Linked DNA regions of Mus musculus: all the other regions are linked to region 2. Evidence: chromatin contacts called from public capture Hi-C and promoter capture Hi-C data. All regions are on one chromosome and are shown on one strand. The core of a region is the stretch at or near the end of the contact, and the rest is flanking DNA. Distances in the headings are between cores, read along the strand shown. Region 1 holds the start of Wipf2 (WAS/WASL interacting protein family, member 2). Region 2 holds the start of Med1 (mediator complex subunit 1). Region 3 overlaps Npepps (aminopeptidase puromycin sensitive). Region 4 holds the start of Gjd3 (gap junction protein, delta 3).

Region 1 (7,058 bases), core at 1,636-4,135, 670 kb after region 2:
AAAGAAGAAAAAGAGGAGGAGGGGGAGGAAGAGGAGGAGAAAGAGGAGGAAGAGGAAAAAGAGGAGGAAGAGGAGGAAGAGGAAGAGGAGGAGGAAGAGGACGAGGAGGAGGAGGAGGAGGAGGAGGACAGTACAGAGCCACCAAGCATTGAAAGCACAAAATCTGAAGATCCTAGCCCATTCCTATAGACTTCATGTAGAAAATGGGAGATAGAGTCTTGGTTTCTTTCTTCATAAAGCTTGTTATTGATATTTCCCTAAGTGAGATGCCCCTGTATTCACCCTAGTGGCTGCTCTTTGACACAGGTTGAACAAGAGAGCAGGGGGTTACTTTAGCTATACTGGGCAGAGAATACCCTCAGGAGAGGGGACACTGAAGCAAGGGCTTGGACAACAAGCATGAGACAAAGATAACCATTTCAAGGGCTTTGAGAGGGAACTTGAGGGTATGAAGGGGGGACTTCATGGTATGAAGGGGGGACTTCATGGTATGAAGAGGTGACTTCACGACATGAAGGGATTGAAAGTGGGTCCACTGCAGGGAAGGATTGAGGGAGCCAGTGGGGTCAAGGACACCACAAGAAAACCTACAGAGCCACTTCATGTGGGCCCACAGGGGGCTCACAGAAACTGAACCATCAACCAAAGAGCATGCATGGGCTGGACCTAGGCCCCCTACACATGTATAGCAGTTGTGTAGCTTGGTCTTCCATGGGCTCCCTAACAATTGGCAGGTGACTGTCTCTGATTCTGTTGCCTGACTTTGGGTCCCTTTCCCCTAGCTAGCCGTCCTTGTCTGGCCTCAGTGGGAGAGGATGCGCTTAGTCCTGCTGGGAGTTGATGTGCCAAGGAGGGTTGGTAGTCATAGGGTACCAAGTTCTTTGAGGAGAAGGAAAGGGGGAGGGGAGGGTCATGTGAGGGTGGGCCTGGGAGGAGAGGAAGGAGGGGGGCTGTGATCAGGATGTAACGTGAATAAATAAATAAATGGAAAAAAAAATATAACTAAAAAGAAATTTAAAAAGGAGGGAGGAAGGAAGAAAGTGGGTCTACATATCGTTGAGCAACCGAAGACGGGGCAGGTAAGGAGATGAAGGAAAGAGTTCAGAAGCTCTAGTTAGTAAACAGTGCAGATTCACTGCATTTCTCGTCCAGCCGCCCCATTATCAGATATTCATGACGTAGCTATCTGAGCATCTTTACCTTTGCATCCACTGATCATGCCTGGTATGTGTTCCCCGCCTTCACTGATTAGTAACAAAATCCTATTCATCTTTTTTCTTTCCTCCTCTTTCTCCTCCTTCTTTTTCTTCTTCCTCTTTCTTCTTCCTCCTCCTCTTTTTTCTTCTTCCTCCCCCTCTTTCTTCTTCTTCCTCCTCCTCTTCTTCTTCTTCTTTTTAAAAGATTTATTTTATATATGAGTGTACATTGTCACTGTCTTCAGACACACCAGAAGTGGGCATCAGATCCCATTACAGATGGTTGTGAGCCACCATGTGGTTGCTGGGGATTGAACTCAGGACCTCTGGAAGAGCAATCCGTGTTCTTAACCACTGAGCCATCTCTCCAGCCCCCTTCTTCTTCTTGTTTTGTTTGTTTTGGTGTTCTGAGGCAGAATTTCTCTGTGCAGTCCTGGCTGTCCTGGAACTTGCTCTGTAGACCAGGGTGGCCCCCAGCTAAGAGATCTGCCTGCCTCTGCCTCCTCTGAGCTACAGAGCCCAGCAAAATTCTACTCATCTTGCAGGGGCTAGTTCAAACCATTTACAAATCTCTTCTCATTCTTCAGCAGGAATTCATCACTCCTGTGACATCCCGGCACATGTCACAACTCTAATCGCACACTGACTTGGACGTCAGCTGTCTGTTTACATGCCAGCCCGCATGAGCACCATACACCAGCATGGTGAGCTCCCGGAGGGCAGAAGCTGTCTGCTTGAGTCACATCTGGAACCATCCCCAGGTACAGAGCTCAATGAATGGCCCAAAGCAAATGTTCAATGTGACATTTAGCACTAGTGGGTGGGGCAGAACAGAGGGAAAACAAAAATAATAACAGGCTATGGCTTATCACATGCTTTCCCATTCATTCATTACCTGATGAGCCTTCAAGCACTGTGAGAAAGGACAAACACTATGAGGTAGCTGAGACCCACGAACACACAGTTAGTGAGTGGGGATTAAGTGCTAGCTGATATTGGCCTTTTACTTGAGGTTCAGCCCTGGTCACTGGGTTGACTGGATGGAGAAGCAGTGAGACATAGGGTAGCAATGGGGTTGCTTGGTGTGGTGGCGAGCTTTGTGTATGAAGATGAGATCCTTAGTCATCGGCAACAGAGTTAAGCAATGGAAACCAGCAAGCGACAAGGACTCCCCTCTCTCATCCAAGCACCTATAGAGGAGTTCACAACACCATGCCTCAGCCTACCGAGCTGGGGATCACTAGTTAAGTGGTTACAACGACCTAACCAATGACCTGCTAGAAGAAGCTCGCCTCTCTGTTGCTATGACAACCAGAGCTTGTCTGTTGGGCCTCTTCAAGGGTACTCTAGACCATATTAGGGCTTATGGTGTGTGTGTGTGCGCGCAAAAAAATAAACACGAAAGAAAACATACTTGAGATACATCAGTTAGCTCACTGGTTCTCTACCTGCGCAATTTTAAAGGTCGAGACGCTCAGGCCGCATCCAACCAATTAAATAAGCATCTCATGGACCGAATCCTGGCATCACTCGTTACTGAAAGCCTCGCAGGCGGCCCCAGTTGCAGTCCCAAGATGCAAACGGGACTTCCAACTGCGGACTCGCGACCTTCTCAAGATGGTGGCGCTCCGCCCCCACGTGCGCCGGTAGAGGGCAGGCTTCCCTGAGCGCATGCGTCCCGCGGCCCTCGGCCCTCGGCTCCCTCCTCCTTTTCCCCCGCCTCCATTTTGTTCGCGGACGCTGGGGACGGTGGGAGCGGATCCATTTCCGGGTTGGTAAAAGGGGCGGCGGCGAGAGAGAGAGAGAGAGAGAGAGAGAGAGAGAGAGAGAGAGAGAGAGAGAGAGAGAGAGAGAGAGAGCGAGAGAGAGCGAGAGAGCTTGCCGCGGGGCGAACGAGCAGGACTAAACCAGGACTGAGGTGACGGAGGATTCGCTCCCGGAGCAGCCCCCCGCCGAGTGGGAAAGACGCCGGGGCGGCTGAGCCCGCCGCTGAGGTGACCTGCGGACCTGAGTGGGAGGGAGAGCCGGGAAGGGGGGACTGTGGTGGGGGGGGGGAGGGACACCGGAGGAGGGGCCTGATGCGGAGAGGGGGTCCTGGGGGCGGGGCCTGGAGACCCTGGAGAGGGGGCGTGGGCCATCCGAGTGGAGGGCGGCGGGGACCGACTGAGCAAATGGGCAGGAGGGAGGTTTTTTGAGAGACAGGAAATTAGAGATCCTGAAGGGTTGGGTGAGGTGAGTAAGACTGGCAACTCTGGGTGAGGTAGGAGGGGAGCCGTGCGCGGAGGGGGAGATGGGGAAGGGAGGACCTGTTGGGGAAAGGTAATTATTGGCAGGATGCTCTCGAGTTTAGGAGGATCGGTGTGACGTTTCGGGATTGATCGGGGTGAGGAGGAGGATTGAGAGCGAACGTGTTTACACTGGGGGAGATGTTGAGAGTGTGGGATGAGAGGGAGTCGGAGTGATGTTCTGAGATGCTCTTGGAAGCACCTGCAGTTGAAGGATCCCTGTTGGAGCGGCGTGAAATTGAGGGAAGATGAAAATCTGAAGGCGCTCGCTAGACGTAGGCTGTGTGTGCGGTCGAGTTACTGATTAGGAAGGCATATTCTGGAAGGATAATATTGAAACGAGGAGCTGGAGGAAGCTGGTGTGCACTGGAATCTACCTCTGTCCCCGCTTCTGCTGGCCTTTAAATCCTGATCCACCTGCTACATCTGATCCCTGAAATTCTTCTTTCTTTTTCTCTTTCTCTTTCTTTTCTTTTCTTTCTTTCTTTCTTTTTTTTTTTTGAGACACTTTGTCTGTGTAACCCTCACTGTCCTGGAACTCAGAGTCTGTAGACCAGATTGGCCCGGAACTCACAGTGATCCGCTGGCCTCTACCTCAGAGGGAGGCGTGGGCCACTATGACTGCCCAGCCCCGTAAACTATATTTGTTTGTTTGTTGTTTTGTTTCTTTCAAGACAGGGTTTCTCTCTGAAACAGCCCTGGCTGTTCTAGTGCTCACTATGTAGACTAGGCTGGTCTTGAACTCGCAGAGATCTACTTGCCTCTGCCTCCTGAGTGCTGGGATTAAAGGTGTGTGCCACTACCACCCAGCTATCTTAATATATTTTTTAAAAGATTTATTTATTTTATTGTATGAATACATTGTTGATGTCTTCGGACACACCAGAAGAGGGCATCAGACTTCATTACAGTTGGTTGTGAGCCACCATGTGGTTGCTGGGAATTGAACTCAGGACCTTCAGAAGAGCTGACAGTGCTCTTAACTGCTGATCCTAGTATCTTAATTAAAAAAAAAAAAAAAAAAAAAAGGAGTGGGGCTTGGTGGTGCATGCCTTTAATCCCAGTACTCGGGAGGCAGAGGCAGGCGGAGTTCTGAGTTCGAGGCAACATGGTCTACAGAGTGAGTTCCAGGTCAGCCAGGGCTACACAGAGAAACCCTGTCTCGAAAAACCAAAAAAAAAAAAAAAGATTGGGGGCTGGAGAGATGGCTCAGTGGTTAAGAGCACTGACTGCTCTTCCAACAGTCCTGAGTTCAATTCCCAGCAACCCCATGTTGGCTCACAACCATCTGTAATGAAGTCTGATGCCCTCTTCTGGTGTGTCTGAAGACAGCTACAATGTACTCATATAAATAATAAATAAATAAAACTTAAAAAAAAGAATTTATTTTTAATGTTTTTGAACATCCTGTCGCCGACACACCAGAAGAGGGCATCAATTCAATTAAAGATGGTTGTGAGCCACCACGTAGTTGCTGGGAATTGAACTCTTGATCTCTGGAAGGGCAGTCAGTGCTCTTAACCACTGAGCCATCTCTCCAGCTCTCCTGTATTTTTTTTTTTTTTTTTTTTTTTTTTTTTTTTTTTGGTTTTTCGAGACAGGGTTTCTCTGTATAGCCCTGACTGTCCTGGAACTCACTCTGTAGACCAGGCTGGCCTCGAACTGAGAAATCCGCCTGCCTCTGCCTCCCGAGTGCTGGGATTAAAGGCGTGCGCCACCACGCCCGGCTCCCCTGTATTTTTAATAGTCAAAATTTTTATGTTACTGTGTTATCACCAAGAGGAAGTAGTGGCCTATAGAGTCTGAAATGAATGAATTCAGTACACTGCCTTACTTTCTAACTACCCAAGCATCGTAGAGAGTTGAGCCATCTGCCTTGGCGTGTGACCTTGCTGTCACTGGTTGGGACCATTCTGTAGACAGGATTGGATGCTTTCTTGTCACTCCTTTGAAATTCTGTTCTAGCTTTTTCTTTGGCTATAATACTCAGAACACTCGGCTGGTAAGTGAACATTGTTTAACCTAGAAGTGTTTCCAAAGTCTTGGCATTTCTGAGGCCTGACGTGGATTTGCCAAAGATCGGGCAGTTTTAATTCTCTCTCACTCTTGATAGCAGAAACGGTGTTTGCACTAGTTGGTGCTAATTACTTAGTGGACACAAAGGTGAGATTCAGGGGAGGGGAAGGGTACCAGGAAGAGAATAGTTGGTTTTTCCCCCCTGAAACAGAGTTTCTCTGTAGCCCTGGCTGTCTTGGAACTCACTCTGTAGATCAGGCTGGCCTTGAATTTATAAAAACCCACCTGCCTCTGCCTCCTAAGTGCTGGAATCAAAGGCATGTGTCTCTACTGCCCGGCCAGAATAGCTTTTAAGTTTTACTTTGGACTATCATCACATGTTCTTGCTTGATCGTAGCCTCCCGATCTGCTCCCTGGCATACATACTTGAGTATGTTTTTCCTGTTGCCCTCAAGTAATTCTGAAGTCCATGGACGGCTGTTGAGGCTGTTCTAGCAAACTCTAGCTTTCATACCGACTCAGAGCGAGCTCCAGACAGCGAAGTGAATGTGTGAAACTCTAGCTTTCATACCGACTCAGAGTGAGCTCCAGACAGCGAAGTGAATGTGTGTATTTAGAGACAAAAACTTGTGTAATACTGTGCTACAGGATTTCTTTGTGTAGCCCTGGCTGTCCTGCAACTTGTTCTGTTGACTAGGTTGGTCTTGAACTCGGAGATCCTCCTGCCTCTGCCTCTAGAGTACTGGATTAAAGGCATGCACCACCACTGTCAGGCTTTTTGGTTTACTTTTTTTTTGTTTTTGTTTTTTTTTTCCCCCGAGACAGGTTTCTCTGTATAGCCCTGGCTGTCCTGGAACTCACTCTGTAGACCACGCTGGCCTCGAACTCAGAAATCCACCTGCCTCTGCCTCCTGAGTGCTGAGATTAAAGATGTGCGCCACCACGCCCGGCTTGGGTTATTTTAAGGAAGGTTTTGCTCTAACGTGTAGAGACAGAGCTCTTGTGATGGCCTGTTCCTTTAGGACAGTGACTTTGAAGCTTTCCTGTCCTGTCACAGTTTCCCACTGCTCTGCTTCAGCTAGTCCTAAGTGGAAAGTGGCAGGCCACCCCCTCCTCCTCTGGTGGGCATCCTGTCTGTGTCACAGCTTGACGCCGCCAAAATGAAAGGATCCTTGACTGCTTCTAATGGGGACAGTGACAGAAGCTGAGCTGGGTTTCTTGAGCCAGAGAATGGATCCTGTCAAAGCAAAGAATAGTCGCAGAGACACAAACTGGGACCTCGACGCTGTGACTAACGCTTTGGCAACATGCATCCCTCTGCCAAATAACTTCTTTTCTTTAGGCGTGTGATTGTTGATCTCTTTCTCAAAGTAAGCTCTTGTTAACTATTCTTCACACAGCTCCCAAGCAGAAGCTGGCGGGATTCCGGCCGATTGACCGTCAGCCTCTTGGAGTATGCACTGGATTAGAGTGGATGGCGAGGTCTGTGCTGAAATGGAGGCTGCTGGTAGAGTGCAAGGACTGCCCTGTAAGGACATAGAGGCAGAAGTCTTGCTGGATG
Region 2 (6,609 bases), core at 2,099-4,598:
ACATTTCTAACTCCAGTTCCAGTTCCGGGGGATCTGACACCCTCTTCTGGTTTCCACGGCCACACATGCGATGCATAGACATACATGCAAACAAACCATCCACATATATAAAACGAACATTGAAAATACTACTAGAAACCAAACCAGACTGTGTTTATTATTTGTGTGAGGATGTCTTTTTTTGTTGTTGTTTGTTTTTTTGAGACAGGGATTCTCTGAGTAGCCCTGGCTGTCCTGGAACTCTGTAGACCAGGCTGGCCTCGAACTCAGAAATCCGCCTGCCTCCCAAATGCTGGGATTAAAGGCGTGGCCACCATGCCCGGCTGTCTGTGATGTGTGAACACAGGTGTAAACTGGCCACAGTGCCTGTGGGGATCAGAAGATGGCTTTCTGCAGCCAGTTCTCACCTTTCACCATGAGTACATGGGACCTTCCAGGCCCCGATGCATTGTGTTGTTTTATCTGGTGTTAGGGTCTAAAAAGGCTGGCTTTGAACAAATAAAGGTCCACCTGCCTCTGCCTCTTAAGTACTGGCATCAAAACAGTTCTACAATGCCCAATGCATCCTTTAAAGAGCACTAGCTGCTCTTTCAGAAGTTCTGGGTTCAAGTCCCAGCACCCACATGGCAGCTCACAGTCACATGCAACTCCAGTCCCAGGAGATCTGCTCTCCTCTTCTGGGTTCTAAGGACACCAGGCATGTACTTGGTACACAGAAATACAGGGAGATAAAACCACCATACACATGAAATACATATTCTTTATTTCAAAAAAAAATATGTTGGGTATGCATTTTTTTGGGTTTTTTTGGGGGAAGGGTTGCTGTTATTGTTTTGATTTTTTGACTCATGGATGTGTGGCATGTCTGTGCAGTGCTCATGGAGGCCAGAAGACACCGAGACTCCTGAAACTAAAGTTACAAATGCTTGTGAGTTGCTACGTGGACATGTGTTTCCTGGGAACCAAACCTGAACCTATGCCAAAAGCACAGGGCTCTTAAACCCTCAGCTCGATCTCCAGCCACCTCCCTGCTTTTTTTCTTCCATTTTGAGACAGTCTCTCACAGCCCAGCTGACCATGACCTTGAGGGCTGACAAGATGGCTACAAGAGTAGAGGCACCCGCAATGCCAAACATGAGAGTCTGGGTTCACGCCCCAGAGCCCACAGTGGATATGGTAGATGCCCTACCTCCTAGTAAAGAAATGTAAGTGGTGACCTCCTCATACTCCTACCTCTACCTATGAAGTGCTAGGATTATAAACATGGGTCACCTCCCAGGCTTGCCCAGACTATGCTCTAAGGCATCCTCTTGTCTCCTTTCATCAGCCTCCTATGGGTGTGTGCCGCTATGAGGTACGGCTGAGACAGAGCTTCCCTGGCTGTCTTGTCTCTTTGTAGGTCTGGCTGGCTTCAAACTCAGGGATCCACCTGCCTCTTTCTACTAAGTGCTAGGACTAAGGCAGGAACCATCACCAGTTGGCTCTTTGCGTGTTAGTTTTTAAGACAGGGTTTCTCACTGGACCCTTGGGCTCACAACACCTTGAAGGATATACTTGGAGCACAATTTAAGGAAGACGTTATTATAATTAGGGGTTTTAGGGCTGGAGAGATGGCTCAGAGGTTAAGAGCACTAACTGCTCTTCTGAAGGTCCTGAGTTCAATTCCCAGCAACCACATGGTGGCTCACAACCATCCATAATGAGATCTGACACCCTCTTCTGGAGTGTCTGAAGACAACTACAGTGTACTTACATATATAATAAATAAAATCTTTAAAAAAAAAATAATTAGGGGTTTTTTTTGTTTTGTTTTGTTTTGGTTTTTGGAGACAGGGTTTCTCTGCGTAGCCCTGGCTGTCCTGGAACTCACGCTGTAGACCAGGCTGGCCTCGAACTCAGAAACCGCCTGCCTCTGCCTCCCAGGTGCTGGGATTAAAGCTGTGGGCCACCACACCTGGCTCCCTTTTTCCTTTTCTTTTGGTGCTGGGAATTGAACCCATGGACAAGAAGACATTACTCTAACCACTGCTCTACATTCCCAGCCTCTAAATTATCTTTAAATTAACATACAAAGCAATGCATATCATTTTGGCATTCTTATACATATAGGCCATTATACTTGGTCCAAGTCCTCTCCCTCTGAGAGCCACACTGCCCCAACCTCCAAACAGCCAAACCTCTCACTTCATTTCATATTCCACTAACCTTTCTATCCTGCAGACCTCCTTTGTTCCCACATGGTCCCATGTTTTCACAACCAACACACACCAACACATACCTACGTCGAGATTCCTCATAAGAGAAAATGTGCTATTTATCTTAATATGGCTTATTTTGAGTATCGTCCACTTTGCTACAAATGTCGAGACTTCATTTTTGGATAAGCCAGTCCAGGTCGTGGGAGGGAGTATCTGAACCAAGAATCAAACTCTTAGCTGGCCGAGAGGTGTGTAAGCCCGCACTTGGGAGGCTGAGGCAGGGGGACCTTGTCTCAAGAAACAAAGAAGATTCTATCCCTTCCCTTTTCTTCCCTCAACTGGGAAACTGGTTTGGGGATTGTTCCTGCCAGTTTATAGTTCTGAACACCTCTCCCCCAAGCTTTAAAGCCACCGGTCGTGCACAACTGAAAGCAGTTCGTAAAGACACAGCACAGTATTTGAACACTATGACCTTCCAAGTAATAAACGGCCCGCTTTTACTATGATGAAGATCGAACCAAGCAAGTCACTCCGGCTAAAACACCCTCCATTACTTTGACATTACATTGTTCTAGTGTCATCTTCAGCGATCTCTCCTGGAACAAAGCATCAACAAGTTTCAGTTTCCCTCTCCTTGGGTCCCACCGGGCTAAGCTCAAAGTACCCTGAGGCTCAACTTCCTCGTCCCTCGTCCCGCAGAAAACCTTTCACGAGTGGAGGAGACGGGGGAGCAGCGCCCCGGAGGAGGCGCTCCAGCATCTGTAGGGCTCGGTCGGGATCTAAGATGCACATTCCACCAGGATCCGGTCCCACGCACGGTGGCCCTGGAGGGGCGTGGGTCCCCACCTCCTCTCTCGGATTGGCTCGCCGCAGCGGTGTACCGCCCCTCCTTCCCCGCCACCCCCCAGTCACTCACCCTCGGTTTCCCCCTGAGCCTTCATCCTGACAGCGGGGAGGTCTTGGGTCCGCCACGAGCCGGGGAGCCTTTCCCCGCCACTCAGAGGGGAACCAAGTTAGCCTGGGCTCCGGGGAAGCGGCGCACCAGCGGCCCCGACTCTTCCGGGGAAGGCTCAGTCTGAAGTCCCCGGCGGCAAGAAGAGAAGGGTGCTCGCGGCCGCCGCCATCTTCCCCAACGGAACTTCCCAAAGATCGCGAGATTAATCGTGTTCCTGTGAGACGGAGGAAGAAGGAACCGCACCAAAGTCTCGCGGAGGTTGGCTGATTTCGTCCTCCCCGCAGGATCTCTAGCAGGCCCGGCTCCGATTGGCTCAGAATTCACACCTTGGCGTCTAAGGGTGTGTGCCCAGAGTTGACATCTCTCTGAAAGTTTATGTTTGCATCCCGACAGTTACACAATTTGTAAATTAAAAGCGTTAGCTCTTCCGTCCCGCGGTGGTGGCGGCTCAAGCCTTTGATCCCAGCAGACAGGCGGAACTCTGAGTTCGAGGCCAGCCTGGTCTACAGTGTGAGTTCCAGGACAGCCATGGCTACACAGAGAAACCCTGTCTCAAACGAAACAAAATGTTTGCTCTTTGAGCACCTGGAAAAGTGGCACACTCCTATAATCCCAATGAGGAAGGGGATAGTGAAAACCGGTCCTTACAAAATAATCTCTACTGAAAGATTTCCAGTGAGTTTTAGTGTTTGGGTGTTTAGAGTTTGCCTGGTGGTGGCGCACACCTTTAATCCCAGCGCTCTGAAGGGAGAGGCAGGTAGATCTCTGAGTATGAGGGCAGCCTGGTCTACAAAGTTTCTGGACAGCCAAGGCTACAGAGAAACCTTGCCTGGACAAAAACAAAACAAAACAACAAAAAAGTAAGATTTGTAAGATGACAAGACTTGTAACTCACCAGCAACATACCTGATTAGCATGTCTGAAGTCCTGGGTTTAATTCCTAGAGAAAGTGGGAAGGTGAAATTTCCTGAAGAACCAGAAGCAGTTATGTTGTTTAAAAAAAAGAAAGAAGGGGCTGGAGAGATGGCTCAGTTAATTTAAGAGCACCGACTGCTCTTCAGGAGGTCCTGAGTTCAATTCCCAGCAACCACATGGTGGCTCACAACCATCTGTAATGAGATCTGACTCACTCTTCTGGAGTGTCTGAAGACAGGTACAGTATATATATATACACACACACACACACATACATATACACATATACACGCATACATACATATATATATAATAAATAAAAGAAAAAGAAAGGAACTAGGGAGGCAGAGGCAGGCAGATTTCTGAGTTGGAGGCCAGCCTGGTTTACAGAGTGAGTTCCAGGACAGCCAGGGCTACACAGAGAAACCCTGTCTCGAAAAACCAAAAAAAAAAAAAAAACCCAAAAAACAAAACAAACAAACAAACAAAAACAAAACAAAAAAAGAATGACTTCACACACACAAAGAAGATGATTTTTGGAAAACATTATCATCGTTTACCATGTTGAGCTTGGCTCTGTACAGAAATTAACAGTATATTGATCTAAATTGAGCTTAATTTGTTTCCCATTTGTACAGAGGTAATGCACAATTTATAGTAAATAAATAAGGACTTAACCTATATCAAGCACAGAAACTGTTAAAGTAATATCTAAAATTCTTAAAAAGAGGACCGCAGTACTTTAGGCTTTTGTTGCTGTTTGTCTTATTGGTTTTGAGACAGGGCTCCTGTAGCTCTGGCTGCTCGGGGCCTGGATGCATGGTCAGACTGGCCTGACTTCACAAAGATCCACCGGCTTCCTCATCCTGCTTATGTTCAGCACCACAGCACCTACACTCCAGTACTGGTGCTTTTTACACACCCTGGAAGCAAGTCTAACCTATTTCATTCAGTTTTATACATTTTATAAGACTACATAGGATTTTAGGTTAGAGAACTTTTTTTTTTCTGATTCTACTATGTATTATCATTGATTTTTATAACACCAGTGAAAACACACGTTTAACTTACTCTCTACAATATGAATCACAAAAAACATCTTCAGTCAATGTCTTGATAAATCTTCACAAACACAATTTCTGTAATTCTGAGACGTTCATGACCTCTGGAAACAATCAGAATAAACTTCAACAGTGAGTAAAAGATCTGATCTTAGTGTAGTTCATTTGTTCTTTCTTTCTTTCTTTCTTCCTTTCTTTTTTTTGAGACATGGTTTCTCTCTGTAGCCCTGGCTGTCCTGGATCTTGCTCTGTAGGCCAGGCTGGCCTCCTACTAAGGGATCCTCCTGCCTCTGCCTAGAGTGCTGGGATTAAAGGGTGTGCCACTGCTGCCTAGGTTGTGTCGAATACTTTCAATCGCAGAACTCTGGAGACAGAGGTAGGCAGATTTGTGACAGAGAGGCCAGCATGTCTACACACCAAGTTCTAGACCAACCAGATTCATGTAGAGAGACCTGGTCTCAAAAAAAAATTTTTTTAATGGATATGAGTGCTCTATCTGTGTGTATACCTGCATGCCACAGAGGGCATCATATCACATTATAGATGATTATGAACCACCATGTGGTTGCTAATTGAACTCAAGACCTCTGGAGGAGCACCCAGTGCTCTTAAACACTGGGCGATCTATCTCTGCAGCCCTCAAAAAAAAAAAAAATTTTTTTAAAATGCTATTCAGGCTTTTAATCCCAGCACTGCTGAGGCAGAGACAGGGAGACTCAAGGCTAGCCTGGTCTACAAAGTGAGTTCCAGGACAGCCAGGGCTACATAGTGAGATGTCTCCAACGAACCAACCAAAGGCTAGTCAAACATTTCCCAAAGCCATCCTAACAGACAGCATGGTTCACAAAAGCAGAACCAGCAGCACACATTTAGTAAGAAGAGATCTTTGTGAATATCTGGAAACGGTCTTAGTGTGCTTTTGTATTTGTGATGTGTGTAGGGATGCTACTGTGTGACCACACTTTCCTGGGGAAATGCAACACACACATCTTCTCACCCCCAGATAGGTAGCTAGCTCACTACAAGGTAGGGTGAAAGTCCAACTTCGTGAACCAATGAGTTTTATTAGGGATACTTACAGGAGCAAAAATGACTCAAAGACAGCTGCATGACCAAGGCCCCACCCAGCATGGGAACCTGAAGCACACGGCACAGCCTGTGGGCATCTCAACACATTTGAGAGTGTCCTTTGCAGGAGCCTCGGTTGGTCTAACCCTCTTCCAGGCAGCTAAGCTGGTCTCTGTTTCTTCCAGCTCAGAGTCTCTGCAGCTTACCACTCTTCAGAGCCTTCCTTGTCAGCAGCTTGGCTTGTTTACTCTTGGGAAGAAGGAGCAGAGAGAATCTGGTCAGTTTCAGGGACTTCCTGAAGCTGTTTTGAGTTGTTTTACCTTCATGTTTAAGGAAATTCTCTGCAGGACCGAAGTGTGACATGGTAGTAGTCCCCTCGCCCACCCCCATGATTTCTCCCTGTAGCTCTAGC
Region 3 (6,402 bases), core at 644-3,143, 960 kb before region 2:
TATAGTAACAGAACTATTTAAAGATAGCACAGAGTCAACAATGAGTAAGCTGCATGTCTTTTTATAAAAGAATATATCATTTATTTATTTATTTTTATTTATGTGAGCACACTGTCACCATCTTCAGACACACCAGAAGAGGGCATCAGATCCCATTACAGATGGCTGTGAGCCACCATGTGGTTGCTGGGAATTGAACTCAGGACCTCTGGAAGAGCAGTCAGTGCTCTTAACCACTGAATCATCTCTCTAGCCCTAAGCTGAATGTTAAATCACTGAGATACCCAAGGTTTTAATGTCACCTGCATTGGTCTTAGGGATAGAAAAACCTGCAAACCTGTTAGTATTACAACACAGATTATAAATATGAGGGAGAAAATAGAAATTGTGGCACTTAAAGACTTAATTGGCGAGTAAAGCCATAAACTGACATGTTAGACTTCTTTTTCCCATTAGGCAAGGAATGCTGGAGATCAAATCCATGGCCCCTACTGAGAAGAGTAGTTCAAAGTGAGACAGTGAAGAGCAGAAGGCCATTTTTCTTTACTGGATCTTGTGAACACAACATGACAGGACAGTGGTGACAAAGTGGCAGGTACACATATCTCTCCCTACTGAGACTACTATTCTAAAGAAAATGAAACTTAAGTTTCTTCAATAAAAATTAAATTGCCTGGTTAAAACTTTATAGGTAGAAAGGGTTTGATGACATGCAGAGTTATTCAGGAAGGTGGCAGCAGTTGGGAGGACAAAGTGAGGGACTTCCACAATCTTATTTGAATTCTCACTCTTCTAAACTCATTACATAGATAACTTGGAGCAAACAAGATCTCTATACATCGCCCTGGCTGTCCTGGAATTCAATCTTGTAGACAGGCTGGCCTTAAAAATCACAGAGATCTTCCTGCCTCTGCCTCCCAAAGGCTGAGACTAAAGCAACCTGACTGAGCAATTTAACCACCGTAGCCACACCTCAGCTTTAGTGTGTAGAAGAGAAGCATTACTCTATGCTGAGAGCATAACGTAAGAAGCAACTGAAGTGCCTAGGATAATGGTAAGTAAAGACAATCGTCACTGAATTAATACTTATTAAGCCCAATCACTTAAAAAACAAAAACAAAAAAACCCCCCTAACACAGTAAGTTCTCAGAGCAGCAGTTTTCAATCTGTGAGCCTCAACTTCTTTGGGGGTTGAATGACCCCTTTCCTAGGGGTCACACATCAGATATTCTGCATATCACATATTGACATTATGATTCATAATAGTAAGAAAATTAGTTATGAAGTAGCAGCAAAAATAATTTTTGTGGTTAGGGGAGTCACAACAAGAGGAACTGTCTTAAAGGGTTGCAGCATTAGGAAAACTGAAAACCACTGCCTTACATTTCTTGGGGTATTCCAATCCTTTTTTATTCTCTTTCAGTAAGAGAGCTATAAACTTTATTGTTTTTCAAGACAGGGTTTCTCTGTGTAGCCCTAGGTGTCCTGGATCACCCTGGCAAAACCAGGCTGCTCTTGAACTCAAGAGATCTGCCTGCCTCTGACTCCGAAATGATGGGATTAAAGGCCACTGAAGCTTTGTGGGAGACACACAATTTTAAAGATTAGGCCTAGAGTGATTAGGCTCAGCAGTTAAGAGCACTATAACTGTAGTCCTAGGGGATCTAATGTCCTCCTCTAGCATCCTCAGGTACCTGCACATAATTGGTACACACACAGACAAGCAGGCACACACACACATATAAGATAACTGGGGCAGCATCGAACAGGAAGCTGAATCTGTCTCGGCACAGCTGGATGATGACTAAAGTGCCAAGGTCCAAGGGAGCCAAGCCGGACAGGTCAGCCACCGAGACCATAAGTCTCTGGACTCACACTGGAGCAGCTCGGAAGTTGACAGCTCCTGGGACCAGGGCTGGCAGGAACCCAGCTCTGTGGAGCCACCCCTAGAAAGCACACTGCTAGCTAGTATAACTAGGGTGGTGCAGAGCCCAGTGACATGGGCGACCACCCCTTTGCTGCCCTGTCTGTTGGTCCCAGCGCTCAGCCCAGGCCAGACCCAGACTCCTGGGGTGAAAACAACTAGGAAGGCTTGGAGGCTGAGAGCAGACAGGTAAAGGAGGAGCTGGGACCAAAAAAGTGAGAGGAAAGTAGAAGAGAAATGGAAGCCAAGCAGGCAGAGAAAAAGGCCACCAAGGGGACCATGAAGCTGGACTGACAACCCTACCCCCAAACCCCTGGGCATTTCCAACCACTGGAGAGCAGGCCCGGCAGATGTATTTATTGCACAAACCATGTGAGCCTGGTCAGCAGATCAGGCACATCTAGTGCACATAGTCAGAGCCACAATAAATTCTATTTCACAATAAGTAAATAAGGAGGTAGATAAGGAAGTAAGTAAGTAAGTAAATAAATAAATAAATAAATAAATACTAAACTAAATCCAAAGTATAATTAGACAAATAACATGCTTCCTCTTATTTTGAAAACTATTAGTAAGGAATCGAGATTTACTGGTCAGTTCCCTCTGAGATCATATTTGCTCACCGCCATATGGTCCACTGGCACAAAACTTCTTCTGAGACAGCTTCAGCACTCTGTCATCTTCTACCTACAGAGGCAAAGCAAAGGCTGTGACAACAATGGCGATTTGGGTTGGGAGTGTTTCTGTGACAATATAGGCAGGGAAGCAGTACAAATTATCTTCTGCAATGAGATGAGAAAACTACAGAATTGGAAAAGAAAGTCAGTCACTCTTGAGGAAAGAATCGTGAGCCACACCCCTAGCTAATAAGGAGCTGCTTTCAATTCTCTCCAGAGATGTGGCCCCTGGTAAGCTGTTCATTCATGTCCCAGTGATCGTCCCATACCCATGTGAATGCAATAAGGTTTTAAAATGCATTTTTAAATGTCTTAAAAAGAAAAAAAATGTGAGGGTAGGGGTGACTTCAAGTCTAGAAATCAAAAGCAATAGCCTATGTGTTTATAAAACACTTTAAGATGATAACTCACTTGCCATGCAATCTAACTGCCATGCAAGCTCCAGGTCCTGAGTTCAGTCTCCAGCACCCATGTAAAAACTGGGGTGTGATAATGAACACTTATAATCCCAGTGTCTGCAAGGCAGAAACAGAGGGTTCCTGGAGCTTGCTGTCCAGCCAACCCAGCCAAACTAACAAATCCCAGGTCCCAGTAAAAGACCCTATCAAAAAACCAGGGTGGGCAGCCTACTGACGGCCCTTCACACACTCAAATGTGCACACTTACACTCGGCACTCAGCCTCACCCACCCCCACCAAAGGACAAAAGCCTTCAAAAAACAGGCAGTCACTGGCCTCACTGCTCATCAATAACTGCATTCTGGGATATTTAAAAGATCACACACTTGAACTTAAATCAAATGTAAAACTAAACAAATAATGACCTTAGTAAGTAAACTAAGCACAAGAAACAGAACTGAAGTCTAGGCATAGTGGTACAAGCTTTTAACCTCATCACTGGGGAGGAAAGGGAGCTACAAGTTCTAGGCCAGCTGAGGTTAAATAGGAAGACCGTTTCCAAAAACTAAAACAAGGAAGCAAACAAGTAAGAAAGAAAAGATTCTAGGTTCAATACACAGCATCACTAACTAAATAAATAAGATATGGCTCAGCAGTTACAAGCACTGGCTGTCCTTCATTCCCGAGGACCTGGGTTTAACTCCCCAGTGTTCACACAGTAACTCACAACCATCTGCGTAACTACAATTCCAAGGGATCAATGCCCTCTTCTGGCCTTCGTGGTTACAAGGTACACAAATGGTGCAGAGACAGGCATTCAGGCAAACATCCATCCACATGAAATAATAATTTTTAAAAATTTATGATTAAATCATTTAAAAAGTAGGGATTATGGGTTATGGATATCATGCTTTTTTAAAGGTTTATTTATTGTGATATGAAAGTACACTGTATCTGTCTTCAGACACCGCAGAAGAGGGCGACAGACCTCATTACAAATGATTGTGAGCCACCATGTGGTTGCTGGGATTTGAATTCAGGACCTTCAGAAGAGCAGTCGGTGCTCTTAACCACTGAGCCATCTCACCAGCCCCCAGATATCATGCATTTTAGAATTTAAGAGATCCTGGCCAGCTAGCACTACACAGTGATATTCAGTCTCAGAAAGAAAAAAAAGTCTCTCTACATGCATATCCATTGGCTGTCCTGAAACTCACTATGTAGAGCAGGCTGGCCTCAATTCACAAGAGCTCTTTTCTGCCTCTTCCTCCCACATCCTAAGCTTAAAGGTGTGCACCATTATACCCAGCAGCCTACTGAAGTTTAAAAGGGTTCTGAGCCTTAAAATAAAAAAAGGAAAGAAAAAAAAATAGCAACCAGTAGTTTGCATTAAGTGTAATCATTAATAAGCATAACAGTTTTGAGAAATGAAATCCTCAGAGAAGAAACAATCATTCTGGTGTGCTAATATTCTCTTTGTTTTCCAAACTGTCTGGCTAGGTAGCCAAGACATGGCTCAAACTCATGTCTGCTTATCTCCTTCAAAGTACAGAGATTCCATGGATGACACATCACACCCAGCTGTGCAAGGATTCTCACAGGCTTACCTGTTCAGCTTCCACATAAATGAGAGGGAATCCCATTTGTTTGGTCCAGGTATTCATCACAGCTGCTATGGGTTTGCCACTGGCACTTTCCAAACTTTCCCAGAGATCCTCTAGAAGGTAAATGAAAACAATAACTGGAAATGTTTATTTCCTGTATCAAATATTCACATACCTTTTTTTTTTTTTTTTTTTTTTTTTTTTTGGTTTTTCGAGACAGGGTTTCTCTGTATAGCCCTGGCTGTCCTGGAACTCACTTTGTAGACCAGGCTGGCCTCGAACTCAGAAATCCGCCTGCCTCTGCCTCCCAAGTGCTGGGATTAAAGGCGTGCGCCACCATGCCCAGCTTCACATACCTTTTAACATTGCATGGCTTACCAACTGTTAGGTCCATCATACAGAGGCTCAAACAAATGGTCTACCCACAAGGCTACAACTAAGTAAATTCTACTAAAAAAAGCTGTTCTGGGGACTCAGTCAAGTGCTTGCCACACTAGCACGAGGTCAGATCCCCTTCACCCAGCACCCATAAGGAAATTGGTAACATGAGCTGGGTGTGATAGTGTGCGCCTCCAATACCAGCAAGAGGGAGGCAGAGGAATGGGCATTTATCTAAGTTTGAGACCGGCCTGATCTAGAGTGAATTCCAAGAGAGCTAGACTATGTAGGGAGATCCTGTGGTGGGGAAAGCTTTATAACCCCAGTAGTAGGGAAGCAGTGACAAGAGGGCTCCTGGGGGACGGCCAGCTGGACTGGCCTAATTGGGTAAGGTCCAGGTTCAGTGACGCCCTTCAAAGACAAGTAAGGTACAGAGCAACTGAGGAAGCCATTCAACACTTATACGCAGCTTCTGCACACACATAATGACCAAACACCTAGACTTTTATTCTAAAATAAATTTAATCATTCTAATAAAAATTGATCATAAGTAAGACAAACAGAAACAAGTATAAGCTCATTACACAATCACTGACAAACTCACTGACACTCATTCAATCAGTCTAAGTTTAAATATATTCAATGTGGATACAACCAAAATAAAACTAATTTGGTTAAACTTCACTGGTTATAGAGGGAAAGCAAAAGGGTAACAATGTATGCCATGCCTGGAAAAAAAGCACATAAGTGAAGTACTTGCTATGCAAAGCATGAGACCCTGAATTTGATCCTAGAACCACTTAAAAGCTGAGGTTGTAGCGTGCATTTGCAATCCCAGCCCTGGGAGACAGGCAGAAACCCAGGGCTTCCTGGCTAGCCATACAAGCCTACTTTCTGAACCTTGGGTTAATTAAATTTAGTGCCTTTAAAAATGGTGTGTAAAGGGCTAGAGAGATAGCTCAGTGGTTAAGAGCACCGACTGCTCTTCCAAAGATCCCGAGTTCAAATCCCAGCAACCACATGGTGGCTCACAACCATCCATAATGAGATCTGACGCCCTCTTCTGGAGTGTCTGAAGATAACTACAGTGTACTTACATATAATAAATAAATAAATCTTAAAAAAAAAAAAGGTGTGTAAAATTTGGGGATTGGGTTGGAGAGATGACTCAATGCCTAAGATCATATTATAGTTCTTGCAAAGCACCCGAATTAAGTTCTCAACACCCATGCAAGGTCATTCCAACAGCCCATAACTTCAGCTTCAGAGGGATCTGATGGCTCTGGACTTTGAGAGATATGTGTACTCACGTGACCATACCCACACACAGGCACTTATGTATAATTAAAAATAATAAATCCTAAACCATTCACACAAGCAAAGCAAAACTAGGGTGGAGCTTATAGGTAAAAGCATTTGCT
Region 4 (7,355 bases), core at 155-2,654, 790 kb after region 2:
ACACAGAGCCTTCAAGGACATACATGTACATTTCTGTGCACGCAGGCATGAACCCAGGTCTCTATCGCCTGTCACTTGGGAGATGTATACGTGTGGACACACGCATGTGCGGACCCTCACAAGCATACACATGCAAATACACACAGCTCATAGAGGTTTACTATGCTTGAGCAGCCAACCCATCTGAGTGTGTCCAGAGAGAGTGTGTGCAGAGCGCTCACGGAAAACCACTCTTCTCTGAATTAGCAGGGAACCTGGGAATGTTGCCATCACTGTTGATTTTTGTCCCCGGTGCAACAATCAGGTCACCCACGGCCGGTTTGCCGCCTCTCAGGGGAGCCCTTGGCGTCCTCCCTTTCCGCAGGGATCACAGCACCGAGGAGCCTCCCTGATTTAACACGGCTGCCGTAACCAGCACTAGGAAGTGCGACACCTCCCCCACCCGAACCCTGGCGGTCCCCTCTGCTCATCTTCTGCTCAGGCAGGGTCCTACGCAGTCTTTCAGAAGCAAAGCCTTCTGCCTCCAAGGACCCGGGTGCTGATATCCAGCCTCCGATCTCGCCGCTAGATGGCCAGGTCCTGGCGCACGGTAGCCAGCGACGCTTTGCTGTGGCCGCTGCCGCCTTCGCCCTCGCTGTCGCCTGCCGGTGAGCGGTGCGCGTAGGCTGGCGGGCCGAAAGGGTCGGGGTCCCCGCGCTGCGATGGCAAAGAGGGCGACGGCGGCGGCGGCGGGAGCAGCTTGGCGCGCTGGCGACCCTTCCAGAGCAGGTGACCCAGCTCCGCCACGCTGAGCAGCGCCGACAGCAGCCCGACGGCGAAGTAGAAGACCACGAAGACGGTCTTCTCGGTGGGCCGGCTCACGAAACAGTCGACCGTGTGCGGACAAGGTGGCCCGGCGCACGCGTAGTGCGGGTCCACGCGGAAGCCGTAGAGCAGCGCCTGGCCGCCCAGGAAAGCCAGCTCGGCGAGCAGGCGCAGAGCCACGCTCAGCAGGTAGCAGCGGCGCGCGCGGCGAGCGCGCAGGGCGCACGGGGAGCACGGCGCCTCGGCACGCCCGCGCGCGCACGGCGGGGCCAGCTGCGCACCACCCGCCTCCTTGCTGGCCTGGTGCATGGAGTAGATGACGAACAGCACCGGCGGCGCCGACAGCAGCAGGATGTGGAAGAGCCAGAAGCGGTAGTGGGACACCGGGAAGGCGCGATCGTAGCAGGTCTGGCGACAGCCGGGCTGCAACGTGTTACACACGAACTCCTCCTGCTCGTCCTCGAACACCGCACCTCCCACCGTGGCCAGCACCAGGATGCGGAAGATCAGCATGATCACCAGCCAGAGACGACCCACGAGCGGCGACTGTAGCTGCACCGCGTCCAGCAGGGAGCCTAGGAACGCCCACTCCCCCATGACGCTGGGGACGAGGAAAGGGGGTAGTCACAGGCTGGGGCGGGCTGAATACCCCCTGTCCCCCGCCACCCCCCACCCCCACCCCCACCCCCGTCCCTCAACAATCTCGGAGGGCGCCAGGGAAAGAATATTTTCTGGGGTTTAATGAGTTAATGTCAGAGTGTGAGGATAGTCCATCCTCAGCTATGGGATTCCTTCATATGGGCATAGAGGGGTGCTGAGGAGGGATTTCCCCGCACACCTGGCCTGGGCCTGCTTGGCTAGGGAGACCCTAAGGTTCCCCAGATTCTAGGTTCTTCTTCAGGGCCAACCTTGCTGGCCTGGCTTTTTGTGCCAGGAGCAAGAGCGGCTACTGGAGTCTAGAATTCTACGTTCCTTCTGTTTGAGACCCCTGGGAGCAAGGGGAGGGCCAGGCCGGGTGAGCCCCCACTGTCTCCTTTCTCTCTCACCTCGCAGCAGGGAACGCCTTTTGGGGTTGGAAGCTGACACAGAAGCCTGTTTTTCCAACTTAGGATCTCTCGCCCGCCCTCAATCTTCCCTTCCTCACCAACCTCAGCCAAGGAGACCGGGCACAGCCCCCTCGACTCCTCTCTGATAGCAATTATCAAGCATCTCTTGTAAGCCTCCCCAGACACACAGAATACACCACGTCCCGTCCCTGTAGACCCTTAGTGGCCTCTAGATGTCCCCAACCCCACTTACCCCGGGACCTGGGCCTTAGAGCTGAGCGGAGGACCTTGAGAGACAGCTGGGACCTGTCCCTCTGGGTCCCTCTTTCATTTTCCTTTTTGGCTTTGGCCGGGATGGATGATAGGACAAGTATGGCTGAGAGGGGCTAGCTCTCCCCCTTCTCTTAAAGGGACAGGGTGACCTGTGGTCCGGCTCCACCCTGGAAATAGATCCAGGGCCACACCCCTTGTTGGGTCCTTCCTGCCTTCTCTTTCCATCCCTTACCCCCCATGCCCATCCCATAGCCATGTCTCCATCTGGCGATGGACGGAGGCTAACTAGAGCTACATTTTTTTTTTTAATTGAGGGAGCCAGAGAGATCAATCATGGGAACCCTATCTCCTGGCAGACTCCTCAAACTGAAGACTAGGTCCACCACAACCAACTGACCCCATTTTTGAAGGGTCTTGTGGGCCAGAGGGAGATAACTTCGGCTTTTAGGGGACAACAAATATGGCTTTGGGGGGGGGGGGCTTTTGGTTCTGCCACTATTGGACCTTGGATGAGCCATGTAGGTCACTTGGGCTAAGATCTCTTGGTCTGTCACCTGAGCCAGCTAAACTCTAAGATTCTTACTTTGTTCCGAGACAGAGTCTCGCTGTGTAGTTCAAGCTGGCCAGGACCTTACCGTATAGGCCAGGCTGCCCTTGAAGTAAATGATCCTCCTGCCTCAGCCTCCCAAGTGCAGGACATTAAGTATGCATCACCACACCCGTCATAGTCGCCCATCTTAATGACCAGGTCTCAGCTGTGTTACAGAAACCCCAAACCCAGTGCTTGGAAATACTCCGTGAGGGCATCAGGAAGATGTGGAGATAGCTGGCTACCGTGGTTAAGCCAAAGCTCTGGTCTTTCCTACTCAGCAATGTCTAGGTTTACCGTGAGGTGTGTGGCACCTCATAAGGTCAACAGCAGTGAGAAAAGCTTCTGCCAAGGATTTTCTAATATGGAGCTTTGTCTACCAGTCTAGGTGCGGGGAGATGCGGGACCATGATAGACAATCCACGGGGACCCGAGTGGGCCAGGAAGAGGGACTCCCGATTTAAGATGGTGTTTTTCTCCCTTCTGTCTACCTCAGTCACCCACTCATTCAGTCTTCAGCTACCCCGGCACTATTTACAGCCTTACAGCCGGGGAAACCGAGGCTTAGAGAGTCACACATGCGCAGTCAGTGAAAGGCGGACCATGAACTCACTCTTGGCCTCAATGGTTCTGGAGCGCATGCTCCCTCACAGCTTGCGAGGGAAAACTGCCACCTCTCTATACCTGGGTGGGGTCTTGCGTGGGGCTGAGGGTCTCAGCACTGAGGTGGGCTGTGCGTACTCCTATGAAGGGATAGGTCATTAGTCCTCACGTACTCCGTGATATTTTCTCCCCCAGTCAGTACAAAGACCTGCATGGGTTTCTGTCTGTTAACAGTGGGTCCCTAATGGGAAATGTGTTCTCTACTGATTGGCTCAGTCAGGGGTCTAGCCCAGCCTGGAAAAACTTTTGGTTAACTCCAGCTTGGGTGTGCCCCTGAACGTTTCCATCCTCCTGCAGGGTCCCTTAGAAATAGGCCTGGGTGTGGGGGCGCTACCCTGGATAAAATCCAAGAGAATAGCACGTGCTGGAACCCCACATTCTGAAAACAGGATGTGAGGTGGAGCACCGGGCGACCCCTGCCACTCACTTCCGGCCGAGCTGCCGTCTGCACCCTGTCCTCAGCTATGGAGGCTCAGGGTCACATCTCTTCTTTCCTAACTACCCAGGAATGGTCCCAGCCCCAGCCCCCATTGCTCCTGCTTCGTCAGGCTGGAAAAAGCCCACCAGACCCCACCCCACCTGAGCCCACCCGACCCCACCCAGTGTGACTCTGCAGGGAGTGGGATCGTGCCACAGAGATGCTAGGGTGGGGCAGCAGATGGAGAGCCACTGTCACTCTGCCCTGTCCCCCACCTAGCTCCCCATGCCAGAGGAGACTCTACAATCTCTAGGACCCAGTCCTAGATAGCCGTGGGCAGCCCGGGAGGTGTTGCTGACAATACCCAGAGCTGGTGGCATTGGCCCTTCTTGGCCCTGCTTGAAGAAGTTCTGGGCTGAGAGGGTTCTTCTGTGTCCCAGACACCTCAGTCTGGCTGTGGAGCCATAGTCCCGCATCAGTCACAGGTGGACATACACAGGGGCGTGGACGTGTTCATATCTAATAAGTTCATAACAGTACCGTAATTGACACATGACAACATTTTTTGAAAATGAAAGAAATAAGCAAAAACAAAACAGAAAAACAACAAAAAAACCCAAGGCCGAATGGAATCTCTCCCAGCCTGCTCAGTAGTATTGCTATTTTTGAATGTAATTCCTGCTTTCTATCCCTTCCTGCCTTTCTCTTCTGTACTGATCATTAGAGATTTTGTCTGTTCAGCTAAACATATAAGCGAGGTTAGTGGTGGGACATTGCGTGCTCCCTTCTATGTCACCCCCAGCACCTAGAATACTTGGAGCCACATGAGACACTGAAATATCTGTTGGTTGGCTAAAAGGCAGTGAGCGAGAGGGTGGCACAGTCAGAGCGTCCCAGTCCCCTGCCGGCTCCTCTCCCTGTTCTCCTGGACTCTGTCCAGTAAGTGTCTCATTCAGTATGAGAGTACCATGCAAAATGTACAGGCCTGGGCAGAAGGGCCAGCTCCCGAGTCGGGTCAGGGGCTTGGGTGGGGAAGGGGTGGGAGTCCTCCAGCATTTCCGGTCCTTCTGTAGCCATCGTCAAACCTGCGCGGCTCCTGAGTATAGGCACAATGTTACGTGCATACTCTGTAAAAATTATCTTTATATTCAAATGCCGATGTCTCTGCCTCAGTGTCTGGTTGCAATGCAGACAGGGTATTGGAATGCTTATTCTAAGTGTCTCCTGCCTCAATGCTGTGTGGGCTTCGCTTCCCATTTATTCTCTGACTTGTCAATAAGAGCTGATCAGCCAATAGGGCTGAACTTCCCTCCCAGCCAGGAGAGGAGGGATGGAGAAAGAAGTGGGGACTGGACAAGGAGAGAGAGAGTCTCGGAGACACGGTGAGAAAACCCTTGGAGCCCAGAGAGCCAGCAGGTATCTCTGGGATTCTGGCTGGGAGGTACAGATTCTTAGTTTAGAGGATTAAAGTGGAATACCACTGCTCAGTTGTTGTGCCCTTCAAGCTTGTTAAATATAATAATCCAGTCTTAATCATTTGAGAGCTAGTTGGGTTAAGAGGAAAACTGTAACAAACACTTATTTAAAAGCCACTAACATCTGAGCCTTTGAACCTTTCCCACTGCTGTATGTCCCGGGACACCTCACGATGGCAAGGCCTTGGCTTCTCTACTCTTGTATGCTGCAGTTCTCACAGTTAGAACTCATCTCCGTCTGCTTGGATATCTGCTTTGGCTCTGGAATTCTTCATTATTTTGTTTGGCTGTAGTAGCCAGAATACCAGCCAGGGGCTTAATTAACCAAAAGGGTAGTGTCTTCCTCACAAAGAAGGACACAGGACTGCGCCATCGTGCAGTAGACACCATAGGGTCGTTGCCGAAACCCCGCTCCACGTGATGTCTCCGGAGAGTTCAGGGTCCACGCTCAGGTGGTCAGAAGGCTTGTGTAGCAAGTGCTCTCACACCTGAGACATCTTGCTGACAGGCCCTCTTCAAAAGGTTTGTTTATATGTTTATAGATTTGTGCGTGTATGTGTTTATACGCATGCGTGCTCCTCTCTCTCTCTCTCTCTCTCTCTCTCTGTGTGTGTGTGTGTGTGTGTGTGTGTGTGTGTGTGTGTGTGGTAGGGTCAGGGGAGGCCACAGCATGCATGTGGAAGTCACAGGACAACTTTTGGGAATTATTTCTCTCCTTGCAGCATGTGAGTCCCAGGCATTGGGGTCAGGCCATCAGACTGAACAATCTCACTTCCTAGGCTTTATCGTTTAAATTTTTATTATTTTATCTTCTTTGGTTTTTTTGAGACAAGCTCTCTTTACATAGTCCTGATCGTCTCTAAAACTCACCATGTAGACCAGACTGGGCTCAAACTAGCAGAGCTCCTCCTGTGTCTGCCTCCCAAGTGCTGGGATTAAAGGTGTGTGCCATTATGTCCAGCTCATCTTGTAAGCCTGGACTGGCCTTGAACTCATGACAGTCGTCTTCCTACAGGACCAAGTGGCACTGATTGTACCTGTGTGTTGTTACTAGGGGTTGAGTTTAGGGCCTTGTGCACACTGAGGGAGCACTAATCCAGTAACCCGGATTCAGCCTGTGCTTGACTCTTCAAGAAGCAGCTTTTGGCCAGGCAGTGGTGGCGCACGCCTGTAATCCCAGCACTCGGGAGGCAGAGGCAGGCGGATCTCTGAGTTCGAGGCCAGCCTGGTCTACAGAGTGAGTTCCAGGACAGCCAGGGCTGCACAGAGAAACCCTGTCTCGAAAAACAAAATAAAACAAAACAAAGGAAGCATCTTTTGGGGCTGGAGAGACAGCTCAGTGAGCTTACAGAAGACAAGGCTGGTTACCAGTACCCACACGCCAGCTTACAACCATCTATAACCCCAGTTCCAGGGATCCAAGGCTACCTTTTGTCCTCCTCAGGCACCAGGTACGTATGTGGTGTACATTACATACATGCAGGTTAAATACTCATAAACTTAAAAAGTAATGAAAATCCTTAAAAAAGTTTTTTTTTTTCAAAGTCACTCTCCCCAAAGCTCAGAATGGCTGGTGTTTGTCAACTTAAGATACAGGCTGCAGGGGCTGGTGAGATGGCTCAGCAGGTAAGAGCACCCGACTGCTCTTCCGAAGGTCCTGAGTTCAAATCCCAGCAACCACATGGTGGCTCACAACCATCCGTAACGAGATCTGACTCCCTCTTCTGGAGTGTCTGAAGACAGCTACAGTGTGCTTACATATAATAAATAAATAAATCTTTTTTAAAAAAAAGATTCAGGCTGCAGGTGGTAGTACAAATTGCTAAGTCCTATACTCTCGATGTTAAAATAGGAGGTAGGTTCAAGGCTATCCTGAACTACAGAGCAAGACTGTGTCTCAAAACAAACAACAACAAGCCCCTGCATCTCTGTGTGTGTATATACAAGCAGTTGCATGGCTGCACACTGCCTGGTCCTAGCTGTCATTACCCAAGACTTAAGATCCTGTCGTTGGTGTGGTCCTGAGAACACTCTGAGGTCTTTTGCAGCATCTGCTGAGGAAGATGATTCGGGCAAGGCTGAAATCA

Evidence for each region. Promoter capture Hi-C pulls out the DNA fragments that hold promoters and counts their contacts. Capture Hi-C pulls out chosen DNA fragments and counts their contacts.
Region 1: a contact with region 2 is called in a promoter capture Hi-C map of adipose tissue. The contact joins the promoter of Wipf2 here to the promoter of Med1 in region 2. A contact is called at or near these places in 3 of 39 promoter capture datasets (the C10 cell line, liver and pre-B cells) and 1 of 9 other capture datasets (adipose tissue).
Region 3: a promoter capture Hi-C map of liver shows a contact between it and region 2, with 2.6 times the contacts expected there. The contact joins the enhancer-like site here to the promoter of Med1 in region 2. A contact is called at or near these places in 3 of 39 promoter capture datasets (embryonic stem cells and liver) and 3 of 115 datasets of contacts at active chromatin or transcription factors (large pre-B cells, pro-B cells and stem cell-derived neural progenitor cells).
Region 4: a capture Hi-C map of macrophages shows a contact between it and region 2, with 6 times the contacts expected there. The contact joins the promoter of Gjd3 here to the promoter of Med1 in region 2. A contact is called at or near these places in 1 of 39 promoter capture datasets (pre-B cells), 1 of 115 datasets of contacts at active chromatin or transcription factors (embryonic stem cells) and 1 of 9 other capture datasets (macrophages).

Annotation. Positions count from the first base shown.
Region 1 is chr11:98,860,713-98,867,770 of GRCm38.p6, forward strand. It overlaps Wipf2 (WAS/WASL interacting protein family, member 2), which reads left to right and starts at 2,886. Exons shown (of 8, transcript NM_197940.2): 1 at 2,886-3,190.
Region 2 is chr11:98,189,945-98,196,553 of GRCm38.p6, forward strand. It overlaps Med1 (mediator complex subunit 1), which reads right to left and starts at 3,349. Exons shown (of 17, transcript NM_001080118.1): 1 at 3,115-3,349. The coding sequence starts at 3,139. Gm38963 (a long non-coding RNA gene) reads right to left here. Exons shown (of 4, transcript XR_880193.2): 2 at 6,209-6,446; 3 at 5,140-5,233; 4 at 3,992-4,093.
Region 3 is chr11:97,227,283-97,233,684 of GRCm38.p6, forward strand. It overlaps Npepps (aminopeptidase puromycin sensitive), which reads right to left. Exons shown (of 23, transcript NM_008942.3): 13 at 4,607-4,716; 14 at 2,548-2,611. Among named protein-coding and RNA genes, the nearest start is that of Kpnb1, 43 kb to the left of the region's middle. Within about 2 kb of position 1,894, at least 10 of the 459 cell types and tissues checked have an H3K27ac peak or open chromatin away from gene starts, as enhancers often do. A contact at or near this core is called in liver, where this site is marked.
Region 4 is chr11:98,981,616-98,988,970 of GRCm38.p6, forward strand. Gjd3 (gap junction protein, delta 3) reads right to left here and starts at 1,405. Exons shown (of 1, transcript NM_178596.3): 1 at 1-1,405. The coding sequence starts at 1,401. The coding sequence ends at 565.